Linked DNA regions of Bombyx mori: region 1 is linked to region 2. Evidence: chromatin contacts called from public Hi-C data. All regions are on one chromosome and are shown on one strand. Each heading gives the region's core, a stretch centred on a gene start, on an enhancer-like site or on the middle of the called end of the contact. The rest is flanking DNA. Distances are from core to core; before and after follow the strand shown. Region 1 holds the start of LOC101746825 (regulation of nuclear pre-mRNA domain-containing protein 2). Region 2 holds the start of LOC101743571 (protein SAND).

The links. A called contact is a pair of places that touch in the nucleus more often than the background predicts.
Region 1: a contact with region 2 is called in a Hi-C map of posterior silk gland, with 2.5 times the contacts expected there. The contact joins the promoter of LOC101746825 here to the promoter of LOC101743571 in region 2. A contact is called at or near these places in 2 of 7 Hi-C or Micro-C datasets (middle silk gland and posterior silk gland).

What each region holds. Positions count from the first base shown.
Region 1 is chr28:4,869,219-4,873,952 of ASM3026992v2, forward strand. It overlaps LOC101746825 (regulation of nuclear pre-mRNA domain-containing protein 2), which reads right to left and starts at 2,477. Exons shown (of 14, transcript XM_038021169.2): 1 at 1,251-2,477; 2 at 384-531. The coding sequence starts at 1,537. It overlaps LOC101746966, which reads left to right and starts at 2,457. Exons shown (of 2, transcript XM_012696707.4): 1 at 2,457-2,649.
Region 2 is chr28:3,991,792-3,996,650 of ASM3026992v2, forward strand. LOC101743571 (protein SAND) reads left to right here and starts at 1,906. Exons shown (of 7, transcript XM_038021139.2): 1 at 1,906-2,422; 2 at 2,807-2,961; 3 at 3,339-3,539; 4 at 3,849-4,009. The coding sequence starts at 2,150.

The sequences.
Region 1 (4,734 bases), core at 1,227-3,726, 880 kb after region 2:
TGGATTGTTTAAAATATAAATATATTTTACCTATGGCAACTCGTTCAATATTATCAATGTAGTTTAGTCATGCTAATTTCTTTTTATTTATGATTTTAGTTAATCATCCCACCATTAAAAGACTCTTAAATTTTATAATAAGTATATAAAAATGAAATGTTTTTTTCTATAGATATTTCATTAGTGTCCTTGATAGCACTAGTAGCTGGGCCGAAAATGACCCATGTCCTTTAATATTTAAATTATATTAAAATTGGTTTATTTTTAATGGAGTTTGAAACCATTTTAAACTATAAATAATGCAGTTTAAAATAAAAATTTGTAAGAAAATCAGCCACTCTCTTTTAATGAAATAAAAACTTTATGTCATTAATAGTTCTTACCTGGAAATCTAAAGCATCATCATCTGATTTCTTGATTGCTCCAGCACTAAGTAGTCCAGTCAAATCAGATAAGAATTCATCATCATAAACAGATCGCTGTTCCCATATTTTAAATATCCTCAAGATTTTTGGCCTCACTTTTTCATCTCTGAAAATATTTTCTAAGAATTATTTTTTACATTCAACATTGTTATCTATAACTATGTTATATGGACAGTCGATTGAGCCCAAGGCCCACCTGATCTTAATGTCTTAACATATGGATTTGGTAACAAACTAGTACCCAGACAGACAATAGCTTAAGACTAGCCTTTTCCTAAGTGCAGAAGAGTTACATATTAAACATAAGAACAATTAGTAACAGTATATATTTTACCAAAATATATGAACCGGAGATTGAACCCAGATTAATTTAATGATCAGGGTCACTCACTGCTATACAAGTCAGTAATTTTATATTTTTACTACACATTGCAAGAATCAAAACATGTGAAATATTTACACAAATCACCCACACATTATTCAGTTAGTTGTGCATAGTAAAAAATTACCATCTATCTACATTTGATGCAGTATTTTAGTAACCTTGTATTGGTCGGAAAATCTCTAAGACAAGATGGAATTTATATCAAAATACACCAGCTTAATATCTCTTTTGCTTTTGTCAATTTTTGAGAATAAATGGTGTAGATAGTGCCTGTTTAAAAGTTTAGAGTATCAGACACTACAGCTATTGAACATACTTTATATTTTATTTTCGTTAAATATCTGGCATAGCTCCGTGAAGCCACTATTTAAATACGCTATGCCGCGTGAGTGCCATTTCAAACATACACAGACAGGTACCTGAATCAATCAAAAACTAACCTGACCAAAGGTGTTGCTTTCTGCAAATAAAGCCCCCAGCTTTCGACAAAATCGTAGCCTTTCCTTTTACTGTACTGAACAACATCGTTTGCAAGATAAAACAAAACTAGTCTCTGCTCAATCTTCACTCTTTTCAACACATTTAACCAACTCGATACGATCTTCTTATGATGCGTTCTCTGTTTCAAGCACCACGACGACAACGACTGTATACTCTCCTGAGTGTCTTTTAGCTGCATCAACCTCTTTTCGAAGGCTAATGTATTAAAATCTTCAGTTTCACCCATTGTTTTCAACGGAAACAACTTCAGTAATTAACTTCATACAATCATTCTTTTAAGACGTTTGAATACACTGAACATTAACACTATATGAGAAGACCGGCAATTCAGTAATTTGCAATATTTATCAATTTAAAAAGCCACTCAATAAATATAAACGCAAAAAAATGCGGTTAGAAACCGCGCTAACAGCTCAGGGTTAGATTTGACATTTACGTTCACATAAACACAATTTTTCTCTGTTACATTTATCATGAAAGGTTTCAGTTTAGTACTGCAAAATACTTAACTAAAAAAAACCTTATTTTCAAGAATACTAAAGTAAACGCGGAAAAACACAACACGGACAACAATCGCCATTTTGAATTTTGAAATGGAGGAAAGTTTACGTTCCACAATATAGGCCTTACTTTTAGTTTTAGATTAATTTTCAATGAAATATTTAGAATTCTCTTGAGTACAGTATCGTAACATGATGAAATAAAATGAAAGTAATTCGAAAATAAAACAATTTCCTTCAATTATTTCAATAAATTTTCTTTATGCTCTGTAATTTCACTTTATTTTTTATTTATCAATTTAGTAAATGGAGAAAATAGCTTAAATCTTGTCATTTTAACAATATTTCAGTTTTGTTTTACAGAATCAAATAGAAAAAATATTTTAGCATAAAAACTTCAAATGGTTTCAGAACGAAATAAGCTGTGAATACACAACATAAATAATCTTTTGTCGTCATTTCAAATAGGTACGGTACTTAAATTTATGTCCATTGATCTGTTTATAAATACTTTTTAGGTAGATTGTAAAAAGGAAAACATAAAAATTTTCACAATTTCTGATGTACTTATGGAATTACATCTACAGGTGTTTGTTTACTGTGCTGTTAACCCCTTTTGACTAGATATTGATTTTCCCCGTTCTCATTTCTGTCGTTCCCTTGACAGAGGTGAGGCACAAATCACATGCTTAAAATAAATTTTCTTCTTTCATTAATTACTAGCTGGATACTCTTTCAAGGTGCTTAAAATTGTGCTTGTGCACTGTGGAATTATTTCAATATAATTCTTGATACATAACAATGAACACCTAAGTAAGAAAACGACTCTGCAATCGAAGTACGTATGACCTTTTTATTTAAATGAAATACGTTGAGTATTGTAGTGCGGGACGGCTACTTATCAGATGGACCGACGACCTAGTGAAAATCGCTGGGTCACGTTGATTGCAGGTGGAAACGGGTTGACCGCACTAGACACCAATTGAAGAGGCCTATGTTCAGCAGTGGACGGTAGACAGGCTGAGATGATGATACCGATTTTAGTGTTAATATTCTCTTTGAGGAGAACTCAAAACATACGGAAAGCCGTTGTTTAATTGTCGATTGTCATTTTTTCCGTAAATTTTTTATTTTTCCTTCTTTGAGGAAAAAATGCAAGAATTTCACATTAATTCATGTTTAAGAAAAAGGACGGCTTTAGTGTATTTATACGTCCTATATTTCTAAGTATGAGTGACGAGCATACAGCTTTAAGCGCCTTATTCACGTTCCATCTTGCTGTACGTCCTGCCAAGGCCATGCACGATGCACGATGCATTTAGCGCTTTATTCACGATCCATCACGGCTGTACGTCAGCTCAAGGCCGCGGTGCTGGATATATCAAGCGCGAACAGAATAAATCGAACGAATTAAATGAGAGGGTTTTAATTTATTTAAAATGCCAGCTGTTTTATCAAAACGCCAAAAATAGGAGTCCTTCTGATGTTGTCAGCAGCACCAGAAGAGAGGCAAAAAATAGCAAGAGGTTTTTGATGATTTTTTTTAAACGTGCAGAGTATACTCAAATAATTAATATCATTTTTTACGCACGCCATCAATCCTTGCAGCTTCCACTAAAATGGGCCTAAAAATTGTAATACGTTTATTATTTTTTGTTTATTCATATAGTCTGCGCTTGAGACATTCCACAAACATGTGGAACTTATATCTTTCAATAAATCTTGAAAGTGTTTCACGATCCAATTTGACATGCAGTCTCCTCTCGAAACAAGCTTTAAAAGTTAAATCTGCTGTACAGCAAGTCTATACACGATCAAGCACGCACGACGCAGGACCGCTCTGACGTACGTCCACGTTATTCACTGTCTATCTGCACGACGTTCGCGGTGGTGGGGGCACTCGCTGGATGCAAAATTGGTCCTGCAAATCCAGCAAACAAATAATAATTATCGACGTACGTCAAGCCTATTCATGGTACTTTTGCATCGTGTATGGCCTGGGCGGGACGTTCAGCAAGATGGATCGTGAATAAAGCGCTTTTGGGTGGTGAGTGGTTACCGTCGCTTATGGACGTCAGCAATGTCAGGGGCAAAGCCAAGCCTCTGCCTACTAAAATCCATGTAATAAAACACGTAGGAGAAAGGAGGAACATTAGCCATCTCCGCATCAATCAATCACATCTCTACTTTGGTTAATCTTGCATATTTAGTGTTGGTACGTTCTGTTATAGTCAAATAATAATTATAAAAATACTTTTATGTCTACGACTCGCGAAAACAGAAGAAAATATTATCTTATTTTTTTTGGTAATAGCTTCGATCAATATTGATCGAAGGGTAATAGTGAATTATTTTTGATAATAATGAATTATTAGTTACCAGGTTATAAAATCCCTTAAAAAAATGTATCTGACAGCTGACAAATTGATGGCAAAGTCAAAATGACCTTATCATCCCAAATTTCCCGATAGAACAAAATTTTCTTGTTTTCCACTTGCTAGTTAATACTACCTAATTTATTTAGTCTGTGCATGCATATTATAGATAATATAATTAGTACATGTGTGATTATCACTGATCTGTGGTTAAGGGCGGGGTAATAAAATTCTTATCGTAGATAGATAGAGATATTAACATTTATATGAGATGCTCATTGGCAAGTTAATTTTCAAATGAAAGTTAAATAAAAATAGTATTACATTGACATTTAGATATATTTTTAAATATCAAAAATATATGTAACATTAATGAGTGTATAAAGTAAAAGGTAAGCTTTAGTTACAAATTGCAATTGGATCTTTATTTACTTTGTAATTGCCATATTTGGCAGCACACAACCGCACCTGGTAGTAAGTGGTGACCATCGCTCACGGACATAAGCAATTACTGGAACATATCTGGACACTGTTTACTGCTGAGGACT
Region 2 (4,859 bases), core at 656-3,155:
TCCCTAGAGGTTACTAGAACAGGTAGGGGGAAAAAGCCTAACACCACTGCGCTCCTGTGCAGAACACACCTTGCACCATAGATAAAGCCACTTCTGCTTGTTGGAATCATTATCCATTTTCATCGCTGACGGAGCCCCAATTTTCAAAAAAGAAGTGTTTATCTATGTGAATGTAGAAAAAGTATTTTCAACGATATATTACATTATATTACAATACTGTCTTATTTGTAGTTAACAGCTTCGCTACGAAATTTCTATAGTAACTCGATCAGTGATTTCCTACAAATCGAAAGTAACTATTATGAAAGACTCCAATGCGTATTTTTCCGTAAGATGGATTTGCGACATCTTATGAAGCGCACCACCACCCGAAATTTTGACCACGACCACTCTGCCAAGAGTGCAAACGACTGAAGACATTCTTTAAATCTTTCAGCATTCATCAATTGCTTGATTTCAAGGCCGCACCAAATCATTGAGATTCTGATCTCCTTGAGATAGTAGATGTGGCTCATTAGATTATAATAATAATAATAATATATTAATAAAATCATTTATTGCCTTTCACATTATATAAAATAAAATACGAATAAAATAACAGAAAAAAAAGGAAAAGGCAAAAGGAGGTGGCTCAATGAGGAGGTGGCGCTAGTGCTGTTCGAGGTCAATAAATCGAACAGCGCTGATTTTCAGTCAGACCCGTTCGTTCCCCTTTGGTTCATAGCGGGAATGAAGACTAGGTACGTGTGTACAGATTAGGAAGCTTCTTGAAAATCGGGATCTAAAGTGACGTTTTCGATTCCATCTGACGCAGCGGACAGATCGAAGCTTCGAAGTGGTTCTGGCATAGGTAATTAATTATTCACTATGGTGGATTGGTATGGTAGCAGATGGCAAGTGAGGATACCTCATTTTACTGTGTGTATTAGTTATAATGACTTTTGTATAATGTAAGACAAAAATGACAATAAGATGAGCGGTTCATTCTGTCCAAATCAAATGAATTGCAAAAAGAATAGATCGAAATTTTCTTGCCCGTCCAGTAAACACAACAAGTGTGGAACCCACGCTTTGTCGTATTTTTCGATGGTACTAATGATGTGAAATTTCTTCGCTGGGTTTTAAAAATAAGATTGCCACGCATGTGGCAAAACTTGTTGATTGATAGTACATATTTATGAACCACTAAGCTAGGAAAAAAAATACTACAATCTTCAAAAAATAATACAATGTTCAGGTGAAAGTAGGTAGGTAAGTCAAAATTAGTAAGCATTTCTACATGTTACATTATAGTATGTCACAATATTGTGTCGACCAGTGTTATTACTTATTAAACTTACAAAGTAAAAATACTTTATGATCTATTAGTTCTTAATAGAAAAAAATTGAGGCTTCGTTTTAAACGTTACATTTAGGTACAAGTATTAACTAAGTATCTGTACTAAGTTGACTCCCATTGTGTTTCTGATTCAAATTGTATTGAAAATGTTCCTAGTTAAAACTCCTAATAAAAAAAGGATAAACATTTTTATTATAATCACACACTGATTATTTTATTTAAATTAAACATTGACATCGTTTATAATTTTAGCTTTGCATAACATAACATGCAGACGATGAAAATTATGTTACATGGTTGTTTTTCTTAGCAAGCATTTATATACTTTCATGGGTACCAATGTGTTATTTACACCATTTTTAGTCGATTAAAATATTATTAATTTGCTAGATAAAAATTTTATACACACTGATTTGGTAACTAATGAGAAAATCTAGAATATTATGAGATAACCCCTTTTGCTTAATTTGTCAAAATGACATAAACTCGCCTTCTTCATGTTCCAGTCACTGCAATAAAACCAATGAAGTATACTATATAGGTCTATGAATAAAACATGATTAAAACAGATCTGTACATCTCGCCGTGACAGTTGAAGTTCTCGAGCAAAGTAGAGCTGAAACTCATTAGAAAAACAGAGATGGCAAATAAATCAATGTCAAAATATGCAAAATACCCGTTCACAACTTCACACCGATAATCATTGTTCTGGAATGTTATTCAAAATAAAGTGACAGAAAAACCAAAAAACAAAAATTCGTTTTTTTTGTCTTAACATAGTTATATTAAAATTAATGAAAAAGTATCGTCATGGCATCTACATCCAATGATAACGTGCCTCAACATATGAATGCTCCAGAAAATGCTTCTGATGAACTTGAACCGGGTGCATGTCATGATAGCATACTAAACCCCACTGATTCCTTTGAAGAGTTTGCATCGGAGATGAGTTCCAGCCTAAGAGAGACCTGCTTGACTACTAAGAGCAGTACTATAAGTGAAATACAAAGTGAAATCTTGGAAACTGCTGAAGACCCTAAACTGAAAGCAGCGAAATCAAGTGATGATTTACAAACAAAAGATGTAAGTTTTATAGATACAGTAGCTAATTATGTAAGTTGCTAAACTTAATTAAGACTGTCAGCCATGTCTTTATATCACTACCAGTACATAATCATCAATTAAATATGTTATGAAATTTATTAGTATTTAAAAAAGAGTAATATTTTCTATAAATATTTTACCCTCGAATTGTTAGCAAAACATTAGTTTTATTATCACTATTAACTAACATCAACACATGTTTTTAAAACCAAACAACATAAATCTTATTAGTTACATATTTAGAATGCCTAAATAAAAGTATCATAATATGAGGAATTTTGTCAGTTTGGGTCAACATTTTTCTTGGCCTGCTAGAGGCTCTCATTCAGAAAGGTATAAACTAATATTCACAAATTCTTACAGGGATCAATGTCAGCTTCAGCCAGCAATTCGAACTTAATTGAGGAGAATGGAGATGATACAGATGATGATAAAGACTATCTACAGTCACCAGAACTTGTTAATAAAGAGAAACATGTGTTCATACTTAGCACTGCAGGAAAACCTATTTATTCAAGGTAAGAGATATTCTTTGAGGGTAGAGCTCATAGCCCATCTGTTGTTAAATGGTTATTGGGGTCTATCAACCTCACAATATGAATACCGTCATGTGCCTGAGATGTGAAGTCAGTATCACAACTATAAGTCTGTCCTACCCTTCAAATTCGAATGCACTATTGATTTGTGGCAGCTTAAGTTTGAATGTGAGAACTCACCGATATAGGCTCTGTATGTGGTATGTAATTCTAATATAATAATATAAGTGAATATTTTTTTTCCCCATTTAAACCACAAACCATTGGTTTTTTTTTAAGTTTGAGTTTAATCTGATGTGTTACTGTTATTCCGCTGTTGGATAATATTTCAAAATTTTTCTAACATAGTTTGATTTTAGATATGGCAACGAAGACAAGTTAGCTGGCCTGTGTGGTGTTATCCAAGCTCTTGTCAGCGTAATAGAAGAACAGAACCAGGATATATTGAGGTTCATCAACACGAAAGATTGTAAAGCAGTATTCCTTGTTAAGGGACCCCTAATACTGGTTGCTGTTTCGAAATCCAATGAAAGTGAAACCCAATTAGTTTTGCAGTTGACGTAAGTGAAAATTAAAGTTTATCTTCAAGATAAATAAAAATTTTGATAAAATATATTTTTATCACAGTGTACGGGGCTAATAATCCCTCTGATAAATATCACCAGCTGGTGGACAGTTATATTTTTAATAAATGCCAGTTTTGATAGACAGTTCAGCCTTCAAACTAGAAAACATGAATAGAAATGCAACCTGTAACTTATTGAATGTCAAAAAAAATAGACAAATCATGTCAGATATCATTAGGGCAGATCAAAGGATCACTTGAAATATATATTTGAAATTAAAAAATACTTTTTTTTTCTTTCTAGATATGCATTCAATCAAATTGTTTCGCTGTTAACACTAACCCAACTGAATAGAATATTTGAGCAGCGAAGGAACTATGATCTGAGAAGGCTACTGGCCGGAGCTGAAAGATTGATTGATCATTTGCTTGTGTTTATGGAGAAAGATCCTGCCTTTTTACTAGGTAATACAGTAAATTGTAATTGTTAGTCTGTTATTGTTAAACAATCACTAGAAATAGACCCATAGACACAGCCCACTGAGTTTCTAGCCGGATCTTCTGCGAAGCACTGCTCTTGCTAGTTAGTTCTTGCTAGTCAGTGTTAGCAACACTCCGGCTTGAGCCCCGTGAGCTCACCTACATACGCTAGGGCGAAGCTGAAATAGCCTCTCAAGGCTATCAGCATAGGTAGGGAAAAAAAAAAGAAAAATGGATGGGAGGTATAGTAATCGGCAAACTTCGTGAGCAAATGACCTTGACTGCGCAGAACCGAATTTTAGATCACTTTGGTGGTGAGGGTGAGGCGCGACGGCAGGGGAAATCGTATCGAGCGCGTTATTGGTAGATCAGTCGAACCTTGCGTCCCGCACCGCGCCCTCGTTCCGCTTGCTCCCAAAAGTACGCTTGCGTACAGTGGAAAGTCTATCGTTATTAATCGTTAAGTTATTAGTTATAATTGCTTGTGGACTTTGTTGCCATTGCTATTTGTTGAGTGTTTGTTGATTTTTTATAAAACATACACTATGCCGTGACAAACTGGTGTAGTACTTAAAAGAAAGGGTAGAAAATTTGTGTACGACGTATATTGCTTCATCATAAAACAGGGGAAGAATGATATGGAAAAATTAAAACAGACTTCGGAAGCAACAAAAACATCAGTGAGTACTGTTTGGTGCATTATTAACGAAGCTAAAGGCTCTGGCTTGCTCGCCGTGTTTCGGACTCCGGGTAAGAAAAGATCAGGGAAGAAGAAAGTTACCGGAATGGATAGTTTCGTTCAATCTGTAATAAAAATATGTAATCATAATAACTA